2 separate regions of the Mus musculus genome follow, and region 1 is linked to region 2. A link is a contact called in public promoter capture Hi-C data. All regions are on one chromosome and are shown on one strand. The core of a region is the stretch at or near the end of the contact, and the rest is flanking DNA. Distances in the headings are between cores, read along the strand shown.

What was found. Promoter capture Hi-C pulls out the DNA fragments that hold promoters and counts their contacts.
Region 1: a contact with region 2 is called in a promoter capture Hi-C map of hippocampal neurons, with 2.6 times the contacts expected there. The contact joins the enhancer-like site here to the promoter of Mybpc3 in region 2. A contact is called at or near these places in 7 of 39 promoter capture datasets (the C10 cell line, embryonic stem cells, hematopoietic stem and progenitor cells and 3 more), 2 of 484 Hi-C or Micro-C datasets (both in embryonic stem cells), 1 of 115 datasets of contacts at active chromatin or transcription factors (extraembryonic endoderm stem cells) and 1 of 9 other capture datasets (embryonic stem cells).

Annotation. Positions count from the first base shown.
Region 1 is chr2:91,627,731-91,634,023 of GRCm38.p6, reverse strand. F2 (coagulation factor II) reads left to right here. Exons shown (of 14, transcript NM_010168.3): 5 at 728-833; 6 at 912-1,048; 7 at 3,198-3,515; 8 at 3,758-3,871; 9 at 3,948-4,074; 10 at 4,706-4,873; 11 at 5,191-5,364; 12 at 5,521-5,702. Among named protein-coding and RNA genes, the nearest start is that of F2, 5.6 kb to the left of the region's middle. Within about 2 kb of position 4,078, at least 23 of the 459 cell types and tissues checked have an H3K27ac peak or open chromatin away from gene starts, as enhancers often do. A contact at or near this core is called in hippocampal neurons, where this site is marked.
Region 2 is chr2:91,116,224-91,122,481 of GRCm38.p6, reverse strand. It overlaps Mybpc3 (myosin binding protein C, cardiac), which reads right to left and starts at 4,338. Exons shown (of 35, transcript NM_008653.2): 1 at 4,265-4,338; 2 at 3,053-3,319; 3 at 2,406-2,504; 4 at 2,219-2,326; 5 at 1,982-2,130; 6 at 1,340-1,457; 7 at 914-962; 8 at 721-750; 9 at 527-580; 10 at 140-142. The coding sequence starts at 4,313.

The DNA.
Region 1 (6,293 bases), core at 2,829-5,328, 510 kb before region 2:
TGGGTGCTGGGAATCAAACTCTGGTTCTCTGGAAAAGCAGCCAGTGCTCGTAACTGCTGAGCCATCTCTCCTGCCTTCATACTTTAATTACTTACTCAAAAGATATTACACTAAGCCTTCCGTGTGTGCCAGGCACTGTGTTGGTGTCGGGGGCTGGGGATTTCTTTTTGTAGACAGGGTCCAAGTGAGGATGAGCTGGCCTTGAACTCTCCTTAAACCTCTGTTTGCTGAGAGCCTGAGTTACAGGAGGTGACGATACCAAACAGGTGCTGGGGGAATTGAGAGCATGGAAAAGTTGTGGGTTTTAAAGAACTCACAACTTTTGGGTAACAGAAACACCACAGGGATTCCTGGAAAGGCCAGGCGAGAGCAGAAAGAGCAGCTGGCTTGTCGGCAGAATCAGAGATGGCTTCCCAGAAGTTCTGTTTACCTGGCCTTGTGGGATGAGCTAGTGAACAAATCTGAGAGAATTCCAAGCGTGGAAACTGTGTGCAAAGGCCCTAAGATAACAAGGGCGGGAGATCAGGTTGGATTACAATTGTGCCTGTCACCGAGTTGTCACGTGGCTGTTGTGGAGTGGACGGAACAGCTGCAAAGGAGTGAAAGGTGTCCCGGTTATGGATGGTGGACTACAGAGAGCCTGGGGCCAGTGGGAAGACAAAATGTTAATAGAAGATTGGGGGACATCTCTGGGGTCTGATGTAGACTCAGGTGTGTGTCTCTGTAGGTCGCTGTGCTATGGATCTGGGTGTGAACTACCTTGGGACTGTGAATGTCACCCATACCGGTATCCAGTGCCAGCTGTGGCGGAGCCGCTACCCCCACAAGCCTGAGTGAGTGCTTTGCAGGCCAGGATGGGAAGCAAGGACACACTCGGGAGGCACAGGTCCCCGAGCATCCTTCTCTTACAGAATCAACTCCACCACCCATCCTGGGGCAGACCTGAAGGAGAACTTCTGCCGCAATCCAGACAGCAGTACCACGGGACCCTGGTGCTACACCACAGATCCTACTGTGCGCAGAGAGGAATGCAGTGTCCCTGTCTGTGGTGAGCTGGGGCCAGGAAGCAGGTCATGGCCATGGCCAAGGGGTCTTCAGAAGGCTTGATAATATTGAGTGGGCATCACAATGCTGGCCACCTTCAGAGCAAGAGGAAGGAGTTACAAACTGAAGGGGCAGTTGGCCAGGACATTTGGGAGGCCTGGGTAGACTGCCTGTCACCTCCTTTTCTCCCTCCCAGTCTTGGGTCCCTCATGCTTCAGGCTGTGGCTCGTTTCAAACAACTTTTGTGTGTGTGTCCTGCCAAGGTGCTCTCCTCCAGGACATTCTCCTAGATCACTTCAGCCACATGTCTTTCCCAAACACCACAGAGTTAAGCATCTAAGGCTGTGTTCTGGTTGACTGTTGTGATCAATTCCCATGGTTACCTCCTTGTAGCCACAGTAATGCTGCAAAACAAACATCCATACCTGAAGGGCATGCCACAGCAAGGGTTTCTTTCTTACACCACTGAGGCGTGGCTCGAGGATGCTCTCAGCTGCACTCCCCAGCGTGCGTGTGTGTGTGTGTGTGTGTGTGTGTGTGTGTGTGTGTGTGTGTCTGGGATGGGGAGACAGTGGCCCAGCCAGGATTGCTGGGCCTGCATGGGTGGCTGTGCGATGAAGGGTGGATGCAGCTGAACCTGGTGATTGCTTGTTCTGCTTGTATCACGCTGGGGCTGAGCAGTTCCCTGAGGGAGTCCCTCCATTCCTCCATGACAGCAGAGGAATGTAGAACAGAAGTGCTCTTTGAAGGCCTGTGCTCAGAGCTGACAGTCAGTGTTGCTTGTGCTCCATTGGTAGAACGAGCCATCTGACCAAGGCCAAAGTCAAGAAGTGAAATATTGTCTGCTACAAAACCACAAGTAAAGGATATGAATATAAGCGATGAATTCATACCAGGGGCTGGAGATGTCGTTTAGTGGTAGAGAGTTTGGCTACAATGCACAGGGTCCTAGGTTCAACTCCCCCCGACCCCACATACCCTCCACAAGCAGGCCCATTCGGTATGATGCCAACTCATGGAGATGCTGAGGCAGGAAGAGCAAAAGTTCAAGGCCTGGGTTGAAGACTTGGCTCAGCAGTTGAGAGTATCTGCTTCCCTTGCAGAGGCAATAACTCAGGTCTTAGCATCCATGTCAGGTGGCTCACAGCTCCTTATAACTTCAACTCCAGGGGATCTAATGGTCTTTTGACAAGCATCTACACACACACCACAAATACACATATCTGTAGCATAAGAGACATGAATAAAAATGAAAACAAAATTTTTGTTTTAAAGTTCAAGGCCAGCCTCGGCAGCTTACTGAGAACGTGTCTCAAAATAAACAGAAAAAAGAGGCCCAGGGGCTGTAAGTTAATGGTAGAGAATGCCTGGTCCCTAGCTGCAGGTTCAGAGCCGGTTCTTTGTCAGCTATGCTCCACCTGAGACAGCCCTTAAAGCAAATCACCAGTGATCTGTAAAACAAAGCAAACAAGCAAACAAACAACACCCCCCCACACACACCAGCTGCTTAGCTAGACTGCCTCTGTCCGTGTTTGTGGGACGCTGAAACTGACCTGCAAGCTTGCACCCTGGTCCACACAGACCTTCCTAGCAGACCCGACAGCCTTTCTACTGTGTCCAATTAAAACTTGAGATCCGAGCCAGGTGGTGGCGGTGCACACCTTCAATCTCAGCACCTGCCAAGCTGAGGCAGGTGGAGCTCAGGGAGTCCCAGGACAGCCTGATCTACAGAGTGAGTTCTGGCACAGCCAATGCTACAGAGAAACCTTGTCTCGAAACCAACCAAACAAAAAGCGCCCCCCCCCCCAAAAAAAACAACTTTAAAAAAACAAAACCCTAAAAAGCAACAAAGTTTTACACAAATTGACTCCAGGCAGACCCTACCAACAGACTGAAGATAGTCTAAGCGCCCAAGGGGTCCTGCTGCTTGACTCACTCTGCACCAGATATTTCTGCTGTGTATATTTCATTCTTCCATCAACTATTAGGTAAGACTGGCACGCGCACTCTGTTTGAAGGGAGGTTGCTGAGGCTAGGAGTGCTTAGGCTGCCTGAAGTCACACGGGAGTGATCCACCAGGACAGGGATTCAAATCTCCCTCGGGTCTACGTGTAGTTCCCCCCAACTTTGCCTTCTGTATCCTTCTTCACCAGGCCAGGAGGGCCGTACCACTGTGGTGATGACTCCTCGCTCTGGAGGTTCCAAGGACAATCTGTCACCTCCACTGGGACAGTGCCTCACTGAGCGTGGCCGACTATACCAGGGGAATTTGGCTGTGACAACACTTGGGTCCCCCTGCCTGCCCTGGAACAGCTTACCAGCCAAGACCCTGAGCAAGTACCAAGACTTCGACCCCGAGGTGAAACTCGTGGAAAACTTCTGCCGCAACCCAGACTGGGATGAGGAGGGCGCATGGTGCTATGTTGCGGGGCAGCCTGGCGACTTTGAATACTGCAACCTCAACTACTGCGGTGAGCGGAGCTCATAGAGCAGGGCAGGGGCAAGGATTGAAAACAAGTGGGTTCATTACAGCCTTACAGAAACCTGGCTAGGGGTAGGTCCTATTCTTGTTTCATAGATGAGTAGACGGAGGCCCTGAGAAATTGTTGGCTGGCAGGTGTGCCTAGACTCTTAACCTCGGAGTCAAACGCCCTCCAATGCCCCTGGGGTCTTGGGAAGGTCTGAGGTCCCAGCCACTGCCGGGTCTCTACAGAGGAGGCGGTGGGAGAGGAGAACTATGATGTGGACGAGTCCATCGCGGGACGCACCACCGATGCGGAGTTCCACACCTTCTTCAATGAGAAGACCTTCGGCCTTGGGGAGGCAGGTGAGACACTCGCGTCTCAGTGGGACACGAGGCTGGAGGCCAGGATGGGCCCCTCACCGTCTGTCTTGCTCTGCAGACTGTGGCCTGCGGCCTTTGTTCGAGAAGAAGTCGTTGAAAGACACAACCGAAAAGGAGCTTCTTGACTCTTACATAGACGGGCGCATCGTGGAGGGCTGGGACGCTGAGAAGGGTATCGCCCCCTGGTGCGTCCTGGACTGATCTACAGGCCTGCCCCACCCACGGCCGCTGCAGGACCTGGCTCCACAGATGACGCTAGCACCCACTCTCTAATTTCCCCCAGAGCTACCTCAGCCAGCTTTGCCATGTCTGCCGAGTAATTGTCAGAGATGAGGCCAAGCGAGCTTACGTGACTCATCCTCAGGCACGCTGCATAGTCAGGACTGTATCCAATTCTGATCTAGAGCTGTGCTAAACTATACGGTCTACCCTGATAGAGCTCTGGTCTTCTACGGCAGCCAAATCAATCCGAGATTTGAGCCCTGGAGGCAACCCTGTCCCACTATCTGTCTTTCTTCCTTTTCTTCCTTCCTTCCTTCCTTTCTTCCTTCCTTCCTTCCTTCCTTTCTTTCTTTCTTTCTTTCTTTCTTTCTTTCTTTCTTTCTTTCTTTCATCTTTACTTTTGGGGCGAGGGGAGGTCTTATATAGCAGAGGCTTACTTCGAACTTCTGATGCTCCTGCTTCCACATCCCAAGTGCAAGGATTACAGGCTTGCGACACCATCCTAGCCCAGTACTCTTCATCTAAGAGCCTTTCCCATTTCCAAGGCTGTTAGGGGCTGGGCTCCAGCTCCTAATGCACTCTGCTTCCCGTTAGGCAGGTGATGCTTTTTCGGAAGAGTCCCCAAGAGCTGCTGTGTGGGGCCAGCCTTATCAGTGACCGATGGGTCCTCACTGCTGCCCACTGCATTCTGTACCCACCCTGGGACAAGAACTTCACTGAGAATGACCTCCTGGTGCGCATTGGCAAGCATTCCCGAACCAGGTATGAAGCAAATGCCTGCTGGTGATTGGCTGGGTTCTGAGTGCTCATCGGGGGCTCTGGAGGCTCTGGGGTACATGGGACCCACAAGTATGAGCTTTCAGCATCCTCACTGGGCAAGCCCGTATGGCCAGGCCCTGGCCCACTCCAGACAGGAGAACATGGTCCAGGTGGAAGTCTCTTTAAATTGTGACTATTGGAGCAGTACATGTAGCATGTGCCTATCTCTGTGGGCCCACATGACTCAGAAGACTGTGTGTGACCGTGCTCAGTTAGCTGAGGATCTCATGAGTGGTTCTTCTCTGTTGGGGTCTGCACAGATATGAGCGGAATGTTGAAAAGATCTCCATGCTGGAAAAGATCTACGTCCACCCCAGATATAACTGGCGGGAGAACCTAGACCGCGATATCGCTCTGCTCAAGCTAAAGAAACCTGTACCCTTCAGTGACTATATTCACCCCGTGTGTTTGCCAGACAAGCAGACAGTAACCAGGTCAGCACTAGGGTCTCAGTTGTGATTTGGCCTGGGCTCTGAACCTTGGGGCCTGACAATCATTTGCAGGGTTCAGTTCCATGGTATAAATGCAAAAGTCATTTTCTAGAAGGCTGTCAGGGACAATTCTCATCAGGTCCTTCTCTCTCCCTAAAGCTTGCTCCGGGCTGGTTATAAAGGGCGGGTGACAGGCTGGGGCAACCTTCGGGAGACATGGACAACCAACATCAATGAGATACAGCCCAGCGTCCTGCAGGTGGTGAACCTGCCCATTGTAGAGCGGCCAGTGTGCAAGGCCTCCACCCGGATTCGAATTACTGACAACATGTTCTGTGCTGGTAAGGCTTTCTGTCTTGGGCTAGGGAAACAGCTGGGATGGGGGTTAGCAGGCATGTGGTACAGGCACAAGCCCGGGCACTTACAAGTCAGAAGACCCCAGGTAAGTGGCTGAAGCTTTTCTGAAGGTAAAAAGAACATAAAAGTTTTCATGGTGTTGAGATCTGAGGTGTGTGTGTGTGTGTGTGTGTGTGTGTGTGTGTGAGAGAGAGAGAGAGAGAGAGAGAGAGAGAGAGAGAGAGAGAGAGAGAGAGAGCAAGTGAGAGAGCAAGTGAGAGAGAGAGAGAGAGAGAGTTTTGCCAGTGATCATTAATATCTGCTCAACGAATCTAGCCCAGCAGAAGTCCTGGGTACAGAAAGAACATTCATTTAGCCACTTAGCATACATTTCTTGAATGCCTATTGTGTCCTAGACAGCACTTGGAGGGGTACTCAGCAGGAACTCAAATAGGTGGTCCTGAGAAAGCTGCCTTCCTAGAGGGGGGCTATGCCAATAAACATATCTAGAATGCATGTCCTTGATAACAGCTCTGAGGAGAGAGCAGAGTGAGGGAGACTGTAAGGGACGAGTCAACTAAAGCCAGTGGTCAGAG
Region 2 (6,258 bases), core at 3,089-5,588:
ACAGTGTCAGAGCCATTCCAAGCCTTAAGAATGTCACCCTGGTGTGTGTGAGTTCCCCCAAACCCCAGCAGAAAGGGTACATGTCCCCAAAGCTAAAATCCTCTTGTAAGACCCAGAGCCTCCCAGCCCCACGCCTTACTCTCTGGGCAGGAGCAGCAGCAGTAGCCATGAAGGGAAGATGGAGAGAGAGGGAAAGAAAGGACAGAAAAAGAAATGAAGTCAGGGCTAGGTCCTTACTGCTACTGCTTTGGGAACCTTCTTCCTACTTCTTAGGGCCTTCAGAATCTGTGGAAATGGTCTATGGTAGATTCACCAGGAGGTTTTGAGGGGCACAAGACATAACTCTTGTCCACACTGGGACTAAGGATGGTTATTAAGACAACTCTTGTCCACACTGGGACAAGATTCCCCCTTGATAAGGAAACTGGCTCAGAGAAGTGCCTCATTCTGTTCAGGGACACACAGCTTGGAAATCTCAATGCCATGTCTTAATCTCTGCCCTAGAAGATGTGACCCAAGGACTCACCTCTTCTTCAGCAGGGAACTAAAGTCCAGAGTCCCAGCATCTTCATGGCTGTCACTGAAGAGAGAGACCCCATGAGGCTTCTCTGAAGAGCTAGCAGGGGCTTAGGCGATGGAGTGGTATAGGAGGAAGGGGTGCAGTCAGGTGGGGCTCCCACCCATCTCTGTGATGGGATAGATGGAGGACAGGAAGGGTACCTGGTTCTCCGACCTGCTCCCGCCAGGCTCCTGTGGAAGTTAGTTTCTCAGTGACCTGGCAGCTTGCCCTTGCCCCCCACAGACTTCAGCTTGGACCCCCCACATGCGTCTATCTAAAATGTCAAGGGCCCTCAGCCCTCACACTGGTCTCCCCGCCCCCCACCCCCATTCCCAAGGAAAGAGAGCCACTCACGTGCGTCGGAAAGCTGATCTGAGGTCCAGGTCTCCAGAACCAATGGCCTCTGTGTGCAAAGAGAATGTAGTGGTGGGGGTGACCTCAGGGAGTGGGAGCACAAGACTCCATCTTCTCAGCTTCTCCCAGGGTTCATATTTAGAGAGATGAGGCAGTTTCTCATCTCAGTCTCCACAGTGGGCTGCCTCCCACTCACCTCCCAGTTCACATTCAAACTGTGTGAGGCAGGGACACAGAAACAGCATCCCACCCTTGACTTGCTCCCACGATTCTCCTGAAAGCATGCATTTCGTTCACACCTCGGGTGACCGGCACTGGCTTCTGGCCACAGCTAGTCACCCTCTCTAGTTGGGAGATAGAGACAAGCCCAAGGGACCAGGACCCATGAAGACCACAAGACCAGACGAGACCCCAGGACTCCCTCACCATGGACAGTGAGGTTGAAGTTACAGCTGTCAAATTTGTCCTTGGTAGACACCTCACAGCGGTAGCCCCCAGCAGAAGTGGTCTGAGCATCTGTGATGTGCAACTCAAACAAGTAGACCTGTGAGCAGGAGGATGAAGGAAGGTTGGGACAGGAGAGGCCCTGCGTCCCTAAAGAGAAGGGGTGTGGCAAAGCCTGCCAAGCTCACTTCTCAGGGCTGACACATACAGAGCGCTTCTATAATTTAAAGAAAGCATCCACCTTTCAAGACCCATGATGGGGTGGGCAGTGGTGGTGCACATCTTTAATCCCAGCACTTCTGGGAGGCAGAGGCAGGCGGATTTCTGTGTTCAAGGCCAGCCTGGTCTATAGAGTGAGTTCCAGGACAGCCAGGGTTACACAGGGAAACCCTGTCTCAAAAAACAAAATAAAAAAAAAATAAAATAAAAGACCCATACGGGCTCTTGCCTGCACATGACCATGATAGAAGTCCAAGCAGATGGCAGGTGGCTCCACTTGGGAGCTGTTTTGTGCAGTGTGCAGCTGGTATGGCTGAACATTTCAGCTCTGCCCTGCTTCCCAGTCTCCCAGCCTCCCTATGCCTGTACTCCCTGGCTCCCCATGCCCCTGACCAGGCGTCCCACCTTGCTGGCTCTGTCATAGCTGTCATGCAGCTGCAGGTGCTGGCCCACTTTGCTGCTCAGGTCCACCCACTTGCCCTTGAACCACTTGACCACAGGCGGTTTCAGGAGGCTGGCCCCAGCCACTCGGGCTGAGAAGACAATGCTGCCGCCTGCAAGAGAAAGGTGACTTCTCCGACCTTGGTCCTCTGGGGCTTCCTTTCCCCTAACCCCGAGTATGAGCACAAAGTTCCCACTTACCCACGGTCACCTCACCATCCTGTGGTCGCATCAGAAAGAGGCCAATAGGGTCATCAGGGGCTCCCTGATGCTCTGCAGCTGAGCCATCCTGGGTTACCGAGACTGACCCTGAAAAGAAGGCTTTTGAGGTCTGTCCTGGGATATTCCCCATCCATTGGCCTGTCCCTCGTTGTCCAGCCCTCTTTACCTTCAGGACTTGAGACACTTTCTTCCAACTCAGTGGCTGGAGCAGGGACTTCTTTGGGGGCTCCTGGAGCAACTTCAGATTCTGCCTTCTCTGGAGGGGCTGAGGTGGGGTCATGGAACAGTTTCTAATTAGAGCCCTCCACTCGGATATCAGACCTATGTCCCACCTAAGATACATTCCACTTGTACAGCAGTATCCTAGGCTCTTTTAGCCACTGGCCTCACTCCAAGAAGAGGAGCCAACTTGCTTCTCGTCCTCCAGCACTCACGATCCACCTGTCCCATGTCCAGATTTCTGCTCTGAGCAGCATTGTGGTCCATCTGTTGTCCCTTTCCGAGCTTTGGCCTTGACCCAGCACCACCACCACCAAGCTCTTAGGATTTCCCCACTAACACATACAGCTAGCCAAGTCCTTATCTGGGTGACCAGGCTCTGGGTCTGCTATGGGAGTGGACCCTTCCTAGAACACCGCTCTCGGGTTCCCACCTCCACAGTGCAGAAAGAGCTGCAGCCACAACTAATGCTTAGAGAGATCTTGGAGCAGAAGAGCAGAACGGGCATTTCTGGCTTACAGCATTGCCAGTGCCCAGAGTCCATGCCCCGGACTCTGAGTTCAGGGCCCCGGGGCGAGGTCAGCAAGCTCTTACCTGGCTCTGTGACCTTGAGGTCAAACTTGACCTTTGAGGAGCCTGCAATGACCGCGTAGGAACCCTGGTCATCAGGGCTCGCATCCCGCACTGTCAGTGTGTGTCGCTTGCCCTCTGCTGCCAAACCATACTTGTCATTGGCGGTGATGTCGCTGCCATCCCGCTGCCACCGCACCTTCACGCCTGACCGCTCCGTCTCAGCCTCGAACACGGCAGCACTGCCAGCGGTCACCTCCGCTGACCTTGGCTTCTTGTTGAAGGCTGACACTGAAGAGCCAGATGGAACTTGCAGGAAGTAGGCTCCCTGGTACCCCACCCCCGACACCCTTCTTCAAGAAGACTGTGTAGTAAGCACACCCCAAGCTACTTGTTTAATGCTCCAACAGTTCTATGGGGTGGGTGCAGCCATATTTATGTCTCAGGTCAGGTGAGGTTAATGACAGATGAAAGAGTCCAGGCTGTTGTCCCCACCACCATATAAGACGTCCCTACCTTCCTGCTTGGGAACACCAGTGGTAGGCCCAGCCTCCCTTCCCATTGTGGAACCCTTGGCAAGGGCCCCAGCACTCTGCCTACTTGGGATATAGCTAAATTTGTCCTCTGAGGGCTTCAGACTAAGAATGAGCAATTGAGATAAGGCAGCAGGGGCCTGGGGGCTGGGGACTGGATCCCTGACCCCATGACCTCTGCAAGGGTGTTGGCCTGGTCCAGGTCTTTGGCTACAGTCTTTGTCCTTGGCTTGCCTGTTCTATTCCAGAGAAGAGAGGCACTGTCCCCCCACATCTGGAGCCAGGTCTCATGTGAATACCCTAGGGTTTCCAGCTCATGTGGCAGACACTCAGAGCTGGAAAGGGTCGCTACCCCCTCATCTCAGTACCCTTAGAAACTGAGCTCAGGGGCTCAGCTCCACTGGAGCCTAAATTGAGCTCCTTGAATTGAGGACCCTGGCTGAAGAAGAAAATACAGGTCCAGACAGAATGGGCTGTTGACCCTGGATTCTTCCTGACTTAGTGAAGTCATCTCTCAGTGGCCCTGACACCGAGTTTATCCTTGATCTCATTAGAGGGATGGGGAATGAAGCAGAGAATTAGACAAAGCCCAAAGAGGACCATCCTGTCCCTTCCTGGAACCCACAGGCCTCATCCTACACCGGTACCTAACCCTGCCCACAAGCCGTGTGCACCACTGACCCAAACCCTTACGTGGAGCTACCTGGTTTCTTCCCTGGCTCCGGCATCTTGAGAACAGTCACACCAGGCATCAAGCAGGCCACCCAAGGAGGGACTGAACAGTGTCCTGTGTTCTCACTATTTATGAGGACTGCCCCCTCCCCAGCCCTGCTTATCAGCCTCCTGCTAGCCACCTGCTAAATATAGACAAATTCCATCCAGCTGAGGTATCTTCATGGAGAAGATAGAGCCACTTGGTCCTCTGGCTTCTCCTCCCCACCCCCAGCAGGACTGGATAGCTTCCGCCCTTCCACTCCTCCATGGATCTCAGGGGTAGCCCCACCTTTGTCTGTGTATCCAGCCACCAGAAAATTACACTGTCGAGGTGCTCTTGGCCCGTGACACCCACAGCTAAAGATCGAGGGCACAGGTGCTGGGTGGGAGAGAGGGTATCCAGGGCTAGCTGCTGTTGTTCTTTTGGTCAGCAGAGCTTTGGCACACATTACTGCACCACAAGGGGCAGGGGCTGGCCTTGGACCACGGAATCCTGAGTGGGCTTGGCGGAGGGTTAGGCAGGGAGGGAATCTGCTGGGAGTTAGTCCCCCCCACCCCACCCCACACACACAAGGGACAAACTAGGCGAGCCTGCAGGCGAGGGCATGGGAGTGGATCTCTAAATGTCCTCCCAAGTAGAGGACAGGAGCAGAGCTAGCTCTTGCTAAAGTCACAAGGACTAACCAAAGATGAATGCAGAGCATTCCAAATCCCCCCAGCTGCCACCCCACTGCCACTGTTCTTGTTCTGTGACCCTCAGTTGGATCAGGCTCATCAGGTGTAACAGGGGAAAAAGTAAATGACGGGGATCTCCATTAAGGAATTCTAGACTAGAATAGATAGCTTATACCAGAAGGAGGGAGTTCACATATAAGCATTTTCCAGTCAATAGAAACCTAGCCGTGATTTCCACCCAATTTTAGTTACTTTAGAGTCATATCACCTGCTCCTAAGTCATGTGCATGAGTGTGTGTGTTGAAGCTATAACTAGCAATCCAGGTTGGTCTCAAACCAATGACAATCCTCCTGCCTCAACCTAAGTGCTGCTATTCTGGGTATGCACTGCTATGCTTATCTCCGAGTCGTCCAGAGAACTGGTCTGGGGCTGGAAGAGAAGGCTCAGTGATTAAAAGCACTTGTTCTTGCCGAGAACTCAGGTTCCGGTCCAAGCACCCACACAATACCTCACAACCATCTGTAACTCCAGCTCCAGGGGACCCAACACCCCTCTTCTAGACTGCAGGCACCAGGCACACACATGGCACACATACATATACGCAGGCAAAAAATTTGTTTAAATGTTTAAGGAACTGGTGTTTGAGAGCCAGAAGAAGAAGAAGAAGAAGAAGAAGGAGAAGAAGAAGAAGGAGGAGGAAGAGGAGGAGGAGGAGGAGGAAGAGGAGGAAGAGGAGAAGGAGGAGGAGGAGGAGGAGGAGGAGAAGGAGAAGGAGAAGGAGAAGGAGAAGAGGAAGAGGAAGAAGAAGAAGAAGAAGAAGAAGAAGAAGAAGAAGAAGAAGAAGAAGAAGAAGAAGAAGAAGAAGAAGAAGAAGAAGAAGAAGAAGAAGAAGAAGAACCAAGTTGGTAAAGGTGTCTGTTGCCTGGTGACCTGAGTTCCACCTCTGGGGTCCACTGGTGGCAGGAGAGAACTGACTCCTGCAAGTTGTCACTGACCTCCACATTTATGCTGTGGCAAGTGTGCACACTCTTACACACACACACACACACACACACACACACACACACACACATACACGATAAATGAATTAAAAAATACTTTTAAAAAACTGCTGCTCTCTTACTGAGCTGTCGTCAGCTCACATGCCATAGCCTTCTCTTGAGACTCGGCAGTCTGACTAGGGGACATCAGCGTGGGCTATGAGGGACCCACATAGCCAGGAGGTGTGCAGGGGTCTTTCCCCCTATAGTGTGACACCCTAGGGTTTGTGTTTCCTGAGGTGTGCAGACATTAGGAGATGTCCTCAC